Linked DNA regions of Sus scrofa: region 2 is linked to region 1. A link is a contact called in public promoter capture Hi-C data. All regions are on one chromosome and are shown on one strand. The core of a region is the stretch at or near the end of the contact, and the rest is flanking DNA. Distances in the headings are between cores, read along the strand shown. Region 1 overlaps ACO2 (aconitase 2). Region 2 overlaps LOC110260631 (a long non-coding RNA gene).

Region 1 (6,971 bases), core at 1,181-3,680:
TTCTGCCTGAGGGTTGAAATCCAGGGTATTTTAAAATTCTTCTTTGTCAATATTTCTCTACACGGGTATACATATGTTTTATACCAAGAAAAACAGTTTCTTCAAAAAGCCTTAAAGAAAAAAAAACCAACTATTTCTGAAAGTGCCCGGCACATTCAGGAAGGACCCTGTGGTCAGCACAGGCGACTGGGCGCTGCCCTGGGTTGGCCCTGGGCAGGGGGAGGTGCTCACCTACTCGGATGTCCAGCGGCCACCCCTCCTTCTCTGCCACGCTGCCCACTTCCGCCACGGGGTGAGCCAGGTCAGGGGTGAAGGGCCCGTTGATGTGTGGCTTCAGCTAAAGGACAAAAGGCAAGAGGAGAGAGCAGGTCTTGGTGTGTGGACCGCCTCTCTCTTCAGGGCTCACCAAGTCATGCGGGGCCTGGGAGGCAGGCCAACCCCTGCTCGCCTGGCTCAGACCTCAACCCAGGAAACGCCTGAGCAACAGGCACCATCCATGCACCAGCCCCTGGGATTCCTCCAACCCCACAGGCTGTTATCCCCAGTCTGCAGGTGACAGAGCTGCCATGCTTTGCTCAAGGTCACACAGCTGGGAGATAGCAGAGGATGGAATGAATCAAGGCTGCCAGCTTCCTAAGCCCATTTTCTCCCATACTGTGGTGCTTCTGGAATCTTAGGAAAACACAGACTTAAGGGCCAGATACTTCTTAGGGCCACGCCCACAGTATATGGAAGTTCCCAGGCTAGCAGTTAAATTCACCAGTTTAGCTGCCCACCTACACCACAGCCATAGCTATGCAGGATCTGAGCCAGGTCTGTGACCTACACCACAGCTCACGGCAAACGCTGGATTCTTCACCCACTGAACGAGGCCAGGGATCAAACCTGCAACCTCATAGATGCTAGTCAGATGCGTTTCTGCTGAGCTATGACGGGAACTCCCCAGATACTTTATATGTGATACCTTTTTTTTTTTTTTTTTCTTTTTAGGGCCACAGCTGCAGTGTATGGAAGTTCTCAGGCTAAGGGTCAAATTGGAGCTGCAGCTGCTGGCCTACACCACAGCCATAGCAAGAGCCAAGCTGCATCTGGGACCTATGCTGCACTTTGTGGCAATGCAAGATACTTAACCCAAAGAGCAAGGACAGGGATCGAACTCATATCCTCAGGGACACTATGTCAGGTTTTTAACCCGTTAAGCCACAATGGGAATTCCTATATTTGATAATACTTATTAATCAATGTGAAGCATTTAGCAAAGCACCTGATACACAGTCAGCGTTCAATAAACGTTAGCAATTATTACCCTTGGCCACTCCGCTGCTTCTGCTCCTCTGACCCACCCTTCCTCTGGCCTTCCAAAGCCGCCCTGTCTACAGGTCTCAGGGTGCCAGGCTCAGGCCTGGGAATTTGGGGCCTTGTCCTCTGAACTCTAACAAAGCAAGCTCAAGTGAAATCTTGGCTTCTGCTAAAGCTGAAGAGGGGGCAAATGTTTCTGAATCACTAGCCACCGCCACCCCTACTCTCCCCTAGGCTACCTAGCCTTCCTGCTGCCCTACCACTCCACTGTGCCTGACTCAGGCAGCGGTTTGCAGACACACTAGGGAACCAAAAGCTTAGGAGCTGTGCTGGGTGTACAGGCAGGGACCTGCCCTGGCTCTCCCCAGCGCCCACCAGAAGTCCCCAGACGGGGTCTGATCGCCCATCCTCAAGCTCCTTGGAACCAATTCCCTTCCTCACCTCGCTGAGGTTAATTTCAATCACTTGGTCATAATGGCAGCCAGGGTCAGGTACCAAGTGGTCCTTGAATTCGTCAGCGAGGTTGGCAATATCTGAAATTAACAAGGGGGAGAAAGAGGCATGTAAAGCAAACTGGTCATAAGCCTCCATCCGTCCATCCACATGAGCCACAGGTACCTGGCACCTGCCCAACCCTGAGCCCTGGGCACTGGCTGGGAAAACAAAGAACAAAGCAAACACCACAGGACACTGTTCCTGGCCTTGAGGGGATCGCAATCTAGAAAGGAAGCTATCGGCCAGAAGTTTCAACATAGTATGACAGAGGCACCCAGGAACAGAGGGACACGGAGAAGCACTGAGTTTTAAAGGAAAAGAAGTCACATGATATAAACACAAGGGAAGGGCCTTCTAGGTAGGACTCCATGTGCCAGAGCTTAGAAACAGACACACTCTCCCCAGGGCCCCCTGGCCTCGGGCTCCCCCAATTCCCCCTCATCTCTCTTCAGAGGCTCCAGCAATCTCTCCTGCAGGCCTTATTTCCAACTCTGGGCTTCAAAGAAGCCAAGCTAGAGCCTCAGGGAAGTTGGGGAAGGCTGAGAAAGTGTTCTTGTTCCTAACGTTTCCGCTAGGGCAGGAATTACAAACAGAAGCAAATCCATGTCATTTCCAGAGCTTCCTGTAGAGGGCACTGGGGACCAGGCCAAGGAGAACCGGTGTTCAGACACCTTTCAGGTGAAACTTCAATTCCAATCCTGAGGCACGGCCGCCTCACACCCTGAGAAGCTGAGAGCTACAGACATCCCGCTCAGGAGCAGTAGGGCACACATGCCTCAGCGACCGCGAGGGACGTCTCGGAGCCAGTCTGGGGGCCCCTGGTTTAGACCCCCACTGGCTCACCTGCCCGGCCTGTCTTGCTCAGGTACTTCTTCATCCTGTGGTTGTAAGGAAACACGGAGGTGGTGGCCCCGATCTCTGCGCCCATGTTGCAGATTGTCGCCATGCCTGCGGAGAAGCAGAGCCCACGGGCAGGGCTGGCTGAGCAGCTGGTGAGGGTCCCACACCCTGGTTAGGTCTGCACACATGCCTTCACACCAGGGAGCTGGCATCATTCTTTCCCTCGCTCGCACTGTCCTTGTGGCCCATGGTTAACACAAGAGCCAGTAAAGAGAGGCCACGGGCCAGAGCTCAGTGTCCCAGCTCCGAGTGGCCACTGGGTGGGTGGAGTGAGGAGGACACAAGATTCAGCCCCTACAAGCCGCGCTCCAGTTCTGGGTCTGGCTGACCTGTCGCCATGTAATGAAAGCTGACCTGGCCAGACTGCCCAGTCGTTACTGTGTCTATCTGCAGGTGAGCGAACCGGCTCAGGTCCAAGGCCGGGCCATACAGCAAATGCAAGCGTGGCGTGCAGGCCTAGGTCTCTGCGTGGTGTGCAGGCCTGCACTCTTTCCAGCAATACTACCGGAATGATGTGCACTGCCTGGACAACGAGCCGCCCACAGAGCTGAAGGGTTACAGATGTCCTGACTGCTCTCAGGACTCCAGCCTCACGGGTTGTGGGGACATGGGTCTTGGCTTCTTACCAACTTCCTTTTTTTGGCTTCTTAGGACCACACCCACAGAATATGGAGGTTCCCAGGCTAGAGGTCTAATCTGAGCTACGGCTGCCTAGCCTATACCACAGCAATGCCGGACCTGACCTGCATCTGTGACCTACACCACAGCTCACGGCAACACCAGATCCTTATCCTACTCAGTGTGGCCAGGGATCAAACCCACAACCTCATGGTTCCTAGTCGATTCGTTTCCGCTGCGCCATGACGGGAACTCCACCAACTTTCTAACTGAGCTGTCCAGTGGCAGTAAGGACCACCTAAAGAGTGACCCCATTTCACTGGAGGGAACAAGGGCCAGCTGAGCTGAGGCAGGTGCCTGGGGAAGTCTGGACCAAATCCTCTCTCAGGCTCGTGCCCGGTCTACCTGGATTTCCAAGGGCCCAGGCACTGAGACCAGGGCACCCGGAGTGGTGAGTAGGAAGGGGCTGGCTTCTCCCGGGTCTGGACACTAACAAGTGATGGCCTCTCCTTCAAAGGAAGAGAGCGGGCTCCACCTTCAGCCAAGACAAGATGTAAGAATGGAGCGACTTCGTGACCCAAGCCCTGGCGCTGATTCCCTGTTCCCACCACCACCCTCTGTGGATTTTTCTCCTGGATCACCCAAGGCAGCCCAGGGCCATGGCCAAGCTGGTTCAGGGCCTAACTCCGTGCGGCCACAGCTACCCGCCATCCTTGAAGGGCCCCGACTCAGACAGTCTTGGACTAGACCGTCTCCCCTCTACCTCAAAGTGTCCACCCGAAGTCTCTAAACTGCCTGGGCGGCTTCTCAGGAGGCCATCCACTGCTTCTATGGCTCGACTGCAGGCCCCATGAGGCCCAGTGCAGCCTGAGAGCCATGTCCCGTGGCCGCCTTCCTCACCAGTGCAGGAGATGGAGTCCACGCCAGGCCCATGGTACTCCACGATGGCACCCGTGCCACCTTTCACGGTGAGGATGCCCGCCACCTTCAGGATCACATCTTTGGGTGAGGTCCAGCCAGAGAGCGAGCCCGTCAGCTTCACACCAATCACCTGAACAGTAGGGCAAGAAAGCAGTCACAGGCCCTGCCTGCCACGCGCCACGTCCCAACCAGGAATCCGCCTGCTGGCATGCCCATTTCAGCGTATTCAGCCCTGCCTCCTCCCCAGAGGTCTGAGCCTGAGCTTTCCTCCCACCCCCTTTGGGCCCCACACCTCCCACTCCTCCCCACCAGCCACCCCTCTGCTGCCGCCTCAACAGCCTTTGCCCACCCCTCACCTTGGGGCACTTCAGCTCCCAGGGGATCCCGGCCATGACATCCACGGCATCAGCACCCCCGACTCCAATGCAGATGCCCCCCAGGCCACCGCCATTGGGGGTGTGGGAATCAGTGCCGATCAGAAGAACCCCAGGGTACGCGTAGTTTTCCAGAATGATCTGAAAAAGAATCCAAGACCTTGGAGTTCCCATTGTGGCTCAGCCGAAATGAACTCAACTAGTATCCATGAGGATGCAGATTTGATCCCTAGCCCTGCTTCATGGGTCAAGGATCCAGCGTTGCTGTGAGCTGTGGAGTAGGTCGCAGATGCGGCTTGGGTCTCGCGTTGCTGTGGCTGTGGTGTAGGCTGGCAACTGCAGCTCTGATTTGACCCCTAGCCTGGGAACTTCCATGTGCTGCAGGTGCGGTTCTAAAAAGGGGAAAAAAAAAAAAGAAGAATCCAAGATCTTAAGCTTAAAAGCCCTCAGCAGAGAATGGAAGTAGGGCTCCCGAGGGTTCTGCAAATTCCCAGGCATTCCTCCAGGATGGAGCCTCTCCAGTGAGGCCTGGACCTGGGAGAGCTGGGTGGCGTGGCTCACGGACAGCTTGGACAGTTCCTGACTGTGAGACCTGGGCTTTGTAAGTGCCTCCCCGAATCTCCATTTCCTCATCTGTTAGCACGGTTATAAAGGCCGCCCCATCTTGACCCCGGATTGTGATGAGAACCAGATGACCTGGGATGCAAGAATATGTCCTGTGACAAGCCCGGGGACATGTGCTGACCACACTTCCTGCCTCACATGGTGGACACGTGGAGTGTGCTTATCTAGCTTCTCAACAGGGCAGACCGTCTTTCATGGCCTGACTCCAGCACCCGCAAGGGAGCACTGGGGACCCGGTGGAGCTCAGGCCAGGAGTTCTTCCACTGCTGAACTGAAACAAAGTACAGACAACGCCTCTCCGGCCTCGGCAGCCTGGAAGCGGCTCGGAGCCCAGAGCAACTTGCTTAAGGAAGATGATGACTTGGCTCATGACCTTTCCTGGTTCAGGGTCCCTGCTTCCTCGAGGCCCCTCTCCTAGCTGGGAAGGAGCTGGCCAGGGGCACAGTCCCCAAATACCTGACGAAGCTACAGGGGCAGCTTCCCAGTAAGATCTGCCCGCCACCCAGACACCTGAGATGCTGGCCACTGGGGGCTACACGACTGCTCTAGGAAAGCCGTGGCCAAAACGAACCACGCCTGGGTCTGGGTTCTGGCCCCACCACCTTCTAGTAGTCACTTCCTCTCCAAGCCTAGGCTTCCCATCTAAAAAAGTTGCTGGAATTCCCGTCGTGGCTCAGTGGCAATGAACCCGACTAGCATCCTTGAGGACGCAGATTCCATCCCTGGCCTCGCTCAGTGGGTTAAGGATCCAGCGTTGCCATGAGCTGTGGAGTAGCCTGGTGGCTACAGCTCTGATTTGACCCCTAGCCTGGGAACTTCCGTATGCCACGGGTGCAGCCCTAAAAAGACACACACCCCCCAAAAAGAAAAATGTTGCTAACGACAGTGTTCGCCTCATCGGGTCACAGCAATCACTCAATGGAACAGGCACATCAAGCTGTAGCAGTGCCTGGGAGAGGCATTGTTTGTATTTATTATTTTGCAGCAGGCTTCTTCATCTGAGGCTCTGCTGACCTGTCAGATGGAATTACACCCCGACACACACCTAAGGATGTTGGGGAGGACATACGAGATCGAGGACGTGAAAGGCTCTGTGAACTGTCAGAACCGACTGAATGGGGGCAGGCTCCCCGGAATATCACAGAACCCCAGGACCTCTGCCTCGGGCGAGGCATCTTGCCCAGTAGACTCAGCAAGGTTCGAGGGGGCTCGGCTCCTTGGAAACGCATCGAGTTAGAAGACCCGGTTTCTTCCCCAGGAACGAGGCAGCCGGCTGGGAGAACAGGCCAGCACAGAAGAAATCCCTGACAGAGAACAGCTGTTGGAGAGGACACCGTTTAACTGTTTCAGTTCTCTGGCCCACCTTGCCTCGGCCATGTGCAAAGATTTAAAACTAGTTAACCTCTCAAGTTCCTCAAGGTTGGAAAAGGCTGATCCGTGAAGACCAGACACAGAGAATTCAGTTTGGTCGCACAGCAGAGACCGACTGTGGTCCATGTCAGAGGGGAGTGATCAGTGCAGACCCGAGGACCGCAGGAAGCAACACAAAGCACTGGCTGTGGCGGTGACCTCAGCGGTCGGATGGGGGTGTGGCGGGGAGAAGGGTATTTAGTCCAGAAGGCTGGACTACCATCCAGAAGGTAAAACTGGAAAGTGAGCCATCCGTCTGCACGACACACGTACACTGAGGACCTATTCTCTACTGACTGGCACCGGCCCGAGCTAGCGAAGAGAGTGAGC
Region 2 (6,971 bases), core at 3,317-5,816, 94 kb after region 1:
CTCTCCCACCAAACCCTCTCCCTCCTCAGAGGGAGCCTAGATGCGCAGGCCCTGGGAGGCAGCCAGCCCTCCCTTCCTTTCAGGCTCCTTGGAAACCCCTAGATCGTGTTCTCCAGTAGCCACGGGAGGGCAGGCGGGGCCAAGGCAGTCTGTGCCCCAAAGCACCGCCTGGCACCGGAGGCCATGTGAGGCTCTGCTGAGAGGACAAATCTGGAGGCTGGACCGAGGTCGCCGCCAGGGATGTGTCTGCAGTGCCACCCGGTGGTGACATAGCACCCCTGCCACACTGGCCCTGGTCTCATCATCGCAATCCTGTGGATGCTGCCGACATTTAGGGAGCAGCTACCGTGCGCCAAGCACCGGGGCAGCCAGGCACTGAGGATGGAGCTGGGCCGAGAAGATCTGGGGGCAGCACTGCAGGCAGAGGGAACAGCAAGTGCAAAGGCTCTGAGATGGGAAGGGATTGGGTGTGACCCGGGACGAGCAAAACAGTCAAAGAGTCAGGGAGGGAACAGGAGGGGAAGTGGACGGGTTAGGCGGCCACATCTCCAAGGGCTTTTTAGGCTGTAGGGAGAAGCTTGGATTTGTTTCTGAGTGTGTTGGCAGGACATATGGTATCTCAGACACCACGGCTGGCCTTGGGGGGTGGGAAGAAGTGGCTGGATTCTAGAACCGACAGGAATTGTGGACAGATTGGATGGGGCTGTGAGATAAACCAGGGGATCAAGGGTGACCCCAAGGCTTTGTTCTGAGCACTTTTGCTTTGAAGGGAACACTGGGAGGAACAGGTTTGGGGAGACCAGGAGACTTTGGCAGGTCCGGGCAGAGCTGGCTGGGGAGCAGGGGCAGGTGAAGAATCTGGAGCCCAGGGAAGAAGGTGGGGCTGGAGACACATGTGAAAGTTGCTGAGGTACAGATGGCACCTGGGGCCTTGAGCTGAATGAATGACCTGGGAGCAGGGCACCGGGACCGAGCCTGGGGCCTCTGGTGTTTTGAGTCTGGGGAGAGGGAGAAGCCACAGGGGAGACCCAGCTGGAGCCCGGGGAAGAGGGTTTCAAGAAAGCAGGCATGATGGGAGTTATGGATCCAGCGTTGCCTCTGAAGCAGTGTGGGTTCAATCTCCCACCTGGCGCGGTGGGTTAAGGATCTGGCATTGCCACAGCTGTGGCGTAGGTCACAGCTGCAGTTCGGATTCAATCCGTGGCCCAGGAACTCTATATGCTGCAGGTGTGGCGGGGGAAAAAAAAAAAGCAGGAGTGAGCCACTGGGCCAAACATTGCTCAGAAGTGGAGAAAAATGAGCTTGAGATGGAGCCGAATGATGGGTTAACTCCACGATGGTGGGCAGGAAGGCTGAGGGGAGATGCAGAGGCAGGCCTCCCTCCTGAGGCGCCTCACCGTAAAGGGAGCAGAAGCATGGTGTCGCCTGAGGGCCGTGGGGGCTCAGGTTGTTTCATTTTCAGGACGGAAAAGTTCAGAGCATGCATTGGGCTGACAGGATGATCTCGTGGGGAAGGAGGGACTGATGACACGGGAGAGAGAGAATCCCAGGGGCAGAGTCCCGGCCCAGTGGAGAGAGGATGGGTGCCCGCGGGAAGGGACCGGGTCCCTGGGGGCAGGGATGCATCATCTCTAGTCATGGGAGGGAGGGAAGGCTGAGAGGCAGGGCCCCGGAGCTGGGCTGCCTGGTCCACATCCTGGTTCTCCCACAGAGAAGCTGCGGGGTTAGAAAAGTCATTCCTGGAGTTCCCGTCGTGGCAGCAGAAACGAATCCGACTAGGAACCATGAGGTTGTGGGTTCAATCCCTGGCCTCGCTCAGTGGGTTAAGGATCTGGTGTTGCCATGAGCAGATGTGGCTTGGATGCTGCGTTGCTGTGGCTGTGGCATAGGCTGGCAGCTGTAGCTCAGATTCGACCCCTAACCTGGGAACCTCCATATGCCAGGGGTACAGCCTTAAAAAGCAACAAAAGCATAAAAAGAAAAGAAAAGACAACTCATTCCTCCTTTCAGAGCCTCAGCTTCCTCACCTGTAAGATACAGGGGGTAAGGAAAGTAATGGCCAGCGCCCACGGCTGCTGGGCCATTCTAAGCATTTTACAAGTTTCAACTCATTGTGTCTTCACCTCAAGTGTGAGGGAGGGGGTGGAACTGGCTGGGGGGCCTGCAGAAGAAGGTGTGGGACCTTGCCGGAGGAGCAGCTTGTCCCCAGGAGTGTTGATGGAACCTTCCTCGCAGAGGGGACAGCTGACTGAGGCCTGGAGGGATGACTAGGAGTTTGGGAGGCAGAGAAAGAGGGAAGGGAAGGCGGGGCTTGACTGGACAGTAGTGGAGCCTGGGGGTGGTCCTGAGTCTGAATGTCAGTACTGAGACCCCAAGGGGAAGCCAAGGCCCAGAGCAAGGAGGAGCCTAGCAAGTCCTGGGGGGCTGAACACTGGCTCCTGGCTCAGGACTCTGGCCCCAGCTTTGGGCACTTGCTCTGGCCACAGCCCTGAGGTCTCAGCAAGGCTCTAGGATAGGATTTCTGGGTAATTGAAGCATCATCTAGCATCTTCTTAGAGTCCTGGGGTCAGGGACGTTGCCCAGCCTTGCCACAGACCTAGATCAAAGCAGTTCTGTACTCAGACCTCAGAAAAGAGCCATGCACTTCAGCCCTGAGTGACCTGGCCCTGCTGACTTGGAGACACCTGCAGCCCAGGAGCCAAAGGAGGCTGAGTATGTAGCCCCTGCTCCTGCTGACGACGGAGAAGCAGCTCACAAAAAGGGCTCTCGCTCTCCTGGGTCCAGGCGTCGGCCTGCACGGTTGGGAATGTTTGCTGAACTGAGAACATGTTGAGGGCTGGTGAGGGCTGGTGAGGGGCTGGGGGCACCCATCTTCAACCCAGTCTCTGATTTCCTCTGCTGCTCAGCCCTGTCTCTGGCTGGCAGCTTTCCCAGCTTAGGTGCTGGAGTCGGGAGTGCCAGCCAGGCTGGCGTAGCACAGTGCAGAGGCATGTGAGGGCTGTCTGGCAGTTTGGTACAGTCAGGGGAGGGGGCATGTGTCCAGCTGTGGAGGTTTGTCCTCCAGGCAGGTGGGTGGCAGAAGTGCAGCATGTCAGGCACCTGTATGTTATCTGTGTGGCACAGCCTGATGGTACAGAGAGAGAAACAGCTTAGGGAGGTAGAGCCACTTGCTGGGGCCACAGAGCTGCTCTCTGGCTGCCTCCCATACCCTCTGATGGGCCCCCTCCCCATGGCTGTCAGTTGCCAGGCCCTGAGGGGCTCACCTCCAAGTAGGCACCTCAGTGGCAGCTGCCAGGTGTCTGTGAGGCTGGTGTCCCATTCTATGGATAAAATTCAGAGGCCCAGACAGGGAAGTGACTTGCCCAAGATCACATCCCAAATTGGTGATGGAGGCAGATTTGAACCCAGGACTAACTCCAAACCTGTGTTTTTTGCTTTTGGCTGCACCCATGGCAGGCGGAAGTTCCAAGCCAGGGATAAGACCCATGCCACAGCTGTAACTATAGCCACAGCAGTGACAACACCAGATCTTTAAGCTGCTGAGCCACCAGGGAGCTCCCTCTTAGTCTGTATTCTTATCTGCCACATGCTGGCCAGAGATCTCCCAGCTTTGACATATTCCAAGCCCACAGTTCCTGTGGCAGCACAAATCTGTGTTTGTAAGAGTATTTGTATACAAAGTAGAAAACACAGTGGGTTACAACAGGTCGTCTCCAGAAACAGATCTCAGGTTCACAAATTTCAGGGAAGGTCTTCATAGACCCAGTTGGGGCACGTGTTCCATCATTGACCAATCAACTGTGCCTACAACGGATTGGGTCACATGTTCACTCCTTGACCAATCACCTGTGCCCAGGGCTGACCCTGTAGCAGCCCCTGGACACCACAAGGTAGCTCGGGGGGTGGGGCAGCTTTGACCCTGGAAACTAGATTCTGTTTGAGTTACATTTGCCTCCCTGGGCTTCTTCTTTTTTTTTTTTTTTTTGTATTTTTAGGGCTGCGCCTGCAGCATATGGAGGTTCCCAGGCTAGGGGTCTAATTGGAGCTGTAGTCGCCGGCCTACGCCAGAGCCACAGCAACAAGGGATCCGAGCTACGTCTGCCACCTACACCACAGCTCACAGCAACGCTGGATCCTTAACCCACTGAGTGAGGCCAGGGATTGAACCCAAGTCCTCATGGATGCTAGTCAGGTTCGTTTCCACCGAGCCATGACGGGAACTTCTCCCGGGCTTTCTTGACCTCTTATTCCCAACCTCAGGGACAGGAGACTAGGGTGACAGGGTTCTAAGCACCTAAGGTCCTCTTGTAACTGCTTTCCTTGTGCCTTACCCCTTAGACCAGCTAGTCAGGCTGCATCTGCCTGCGAACTGAGGTGTATGGATGGGGGTCAGAAGCTGCCCGAAGGACTCGGTTCTGTGCCCAATTCGTATGGGAGCCGTGGGGGTAAGTCACCTCCACTCACCCTTCTGGTCTTGGCTTAAATGTCACCCACACAGAGGTCGTCCCTGTCCTCTCCCAGATCCCCTATCTTCTCAGCCACACCACTTACCACAACCCATCATTCTATTATTTTTTGTCCTTGTAATGTTTGTCTTTCCAAGCAGACTGTGAAGGCTGGCAGCAAGGTTGACACCAAATAGACATTTAGTAAATATTTGCTGAATGAGGTTTCTCTAAACTTTGATTTCCCTGTCTGTACAAAGGAGTGACAACACCCCCCACTGTGAAATAAGATAGAGCCTCAGAGCACCCAGCCCAGGCCTAGGACGCAGCAGGTGTTCAGGATCCTGGGAGCTGGGACGAGGGGAGGCTGGGCTGGAAGGCTCTGGAAGCTCTCAGGAGCAGCAAGCTCCAAGAGCACAAGTGGTGAAAAGCTGGAACCCGAGGATAAGGAGAGTCTGGGAATTTGAATTTGAAACCCACTCTGGGTTTGAATTTTAGCCTTGCTGTTTAGTTTGGGGGCATATCACTTTGCTTTTCTGAGCTTCAATGTTTATTGGTAAAATAGCCACTTAAAGCCCACCGTGGGGAGTTCCCATGAACTGGTGAAGTAGTGAACCTGACTAGTATCCCTGAGATCAGAGGTTCAATCCCTGGCCTTGCTCAGTAGGTTGAGAATTTGGTGGTGCCATGGGCTGTGGAGTAGGCTGTAGAAATGGCTCAGATCCCGCTTTGCTGTGGCTGTGGCCAGCAGCTGCAGCTCCGATTCGAACCCTAGCCTGGGAAATTTCATATGCTGTGGGTGCGGCCCTAAAAGGAAAAAAAAAAGTCCACCTTGAGGTTCCTGCTGTGGCACGGTGGGTTAGGAATCTGACTGCAGTGGCTTGGGTTGCTGTGGAGGCGTGGGTTTGATCTCTGGCCCAGCGCAGTGGGTTAAAGGATGTAGCATGGCTGCAGCTGCAGCACAGGTCTCAGCTGCAGCTCGGATTCAATCCCTGGCCTGGGAACTTCCATATGCCAAGGGTGTGGCCATAAAAAAAAAAGTCCACCTTGCCAGTCCATCTCCAAACTCCAAATGCATGTTTTTCTCTAGAAACAAAACAGTTCCTGGTTCCTTCCAACCTCAGGAGCCCTGAATGTTAACAACATGAAGCATGGGAATGGGAAGCAGGGGAGAACGGCCTCGTTGTGTAAAGTCAGCTCCAGGGCTCACTGAGGAGGCGGCAGCGCCAGCTCTGCACACGGAGGGAGCAGAAGCAGCGTGACGAGGGCCTGGAACTGCAGGGAGGGGGGTGAATTTGCAGTGGGCACTGCCAAGGATGAGGCCACCAATTCTGTGCCCACCCCACGAGTCTGGGCCCATCCTGAGCAGGGGACCTGGGGACATCAATGCTGAGCAAATCAGCATGACAGTTCTGGTGCTCAGCAAATGGCTTTACCCTTGGGTATAAAATTGTCTTTTAATTGTGACTGTCTCATGGCAGTAGACAGAAAATGTGGCAGAAGCAGAAAAGGAAAACCTCTAGAATCCCACCACCAGCCCCCAACTCTTCCAGACTTTTTTTTTTTTTTTTTTTTTGGCTGCCCCCATGGCGTGCAGAAGCTTCCAGGCCAGGGATCAAACCCATGCCACAGCAGTGACAACATGGGATCCTTTTTTTTTTTTTTTTTTTGCTTTTTAGGGCTGCACCTGTGATGTACGGAAGTTCCCAGGCTAGGGGTCCACCACAGCCACAGCAACGCCAGATCCAAGCCACGTCTGCGACCTACACCACAGCTCACAGCAATGCTGGGTCCTTAACCCCCTGAGCGAGGCCAGGGATCAAACTCGCATCCTCGTGGAGACTAGTCAGATTCGTTTCCACTGAGCCATGACGGGAACTCCAACACCGGATCCTTAACCCACTGAGCCACAAGGGAACTCCAAGTCTTTTTACTTTTTTTACACTTTGCCATTGAGTGTTCTCTGTTTGGGGCCACTTTTCAAGAGCAGTTCCCTGTCCTTCTACCAGTGGTAGAGCACTTTTCTTTGTTTCAACTGTCCTGGGCCTGATATGTGTCCTTTCTCAATAAATCATGAAGGAAGCAGGCAGAAATGACTTCCATCTGGACAGATGAGGAAACGGAGGCCCAGAGTGGTTAGGTGACTTGGCCTTGAAGTGGGGAGGGGGACAGAAAAGACAGCCCCACAATTCTCATCTCAAAATATTTAATTTTGTTTGAAAAGGATACATTCCCAGCTTCCCTCCCGCCACGTCACTCCGGCCCACCAATGGTGGCCCACGCACGCACACAAGCACATAAGGCCCATGGGCTATGGCCTCTTCCGCCCTCTCCGGCTGGGAAGAAGGGGTTTGCTCCTTGCCTTCTTCCCCAGGGAAGGTAAAGGGGAGAGGGGCCCACTGGAATGCCAGCTCCCAGGGGAGGAGGCGGAGCCCCGCACACTCTATCACGTCACATGCACTTAGAAAAATAAAACCAAGTGGTGTTCTGGCGACCCCGACGCTGTAAGATGCAAGAGCCACCTGG

The links. Promoter capture Hi-C pulls out the DNA fragments that hold promoters and counts their contacts.
Region 2: a promoter capture Hi-C map of liver shows a contact between it and region 1, with 4 times the contacts expected there. A contact is called at or near these places in 2 of 5 promoter capture datasets (fetal liver and liver), 24 of 47 Hi-C or Micro-C datasets (alveolar macrophages, blood, embryonic fibroblasts and 13 more) and 2 of 2 datasets of targeted methods (alveolar macrophages and skeletal muscle).

What each region holds. Positions count from the first base shown.
Region 1 is chr5:7,021,056-7,028,026 of Sscrofa11.1, forward strand. ACO2 (aconitase 2) reads right to left here. Exons shown (of 19, transcript NM_213954.1): 5 at 4,590-4,748; 6 at 4,213-4,363; 7 at 2,638-2,742; 8 at 1,741-1,832; 9 at 232-337. Among named protein-coding and RNA genes, the nearest start is that of POLR3H, 25 kb to the left of the region's middle.
Region 2 is chr5:7,112,720-7,119,690 of Sscrofa11.1, forward strand. LOC110260631 (a long non-coding RNA gene) reads left to right here. Exons shown (of 3, transcript XR_002343883.1): 3 at 4,339-5,126. TEF (thyrotroph embryonic factor) reads right to left here. Exons shown (of 5, transcript XM_021091460.1): 5 at 6,635-6,971. Among named protein-coding and RNA genes, the nearest start is that of TEF, 19 kb to the right of the region's middle.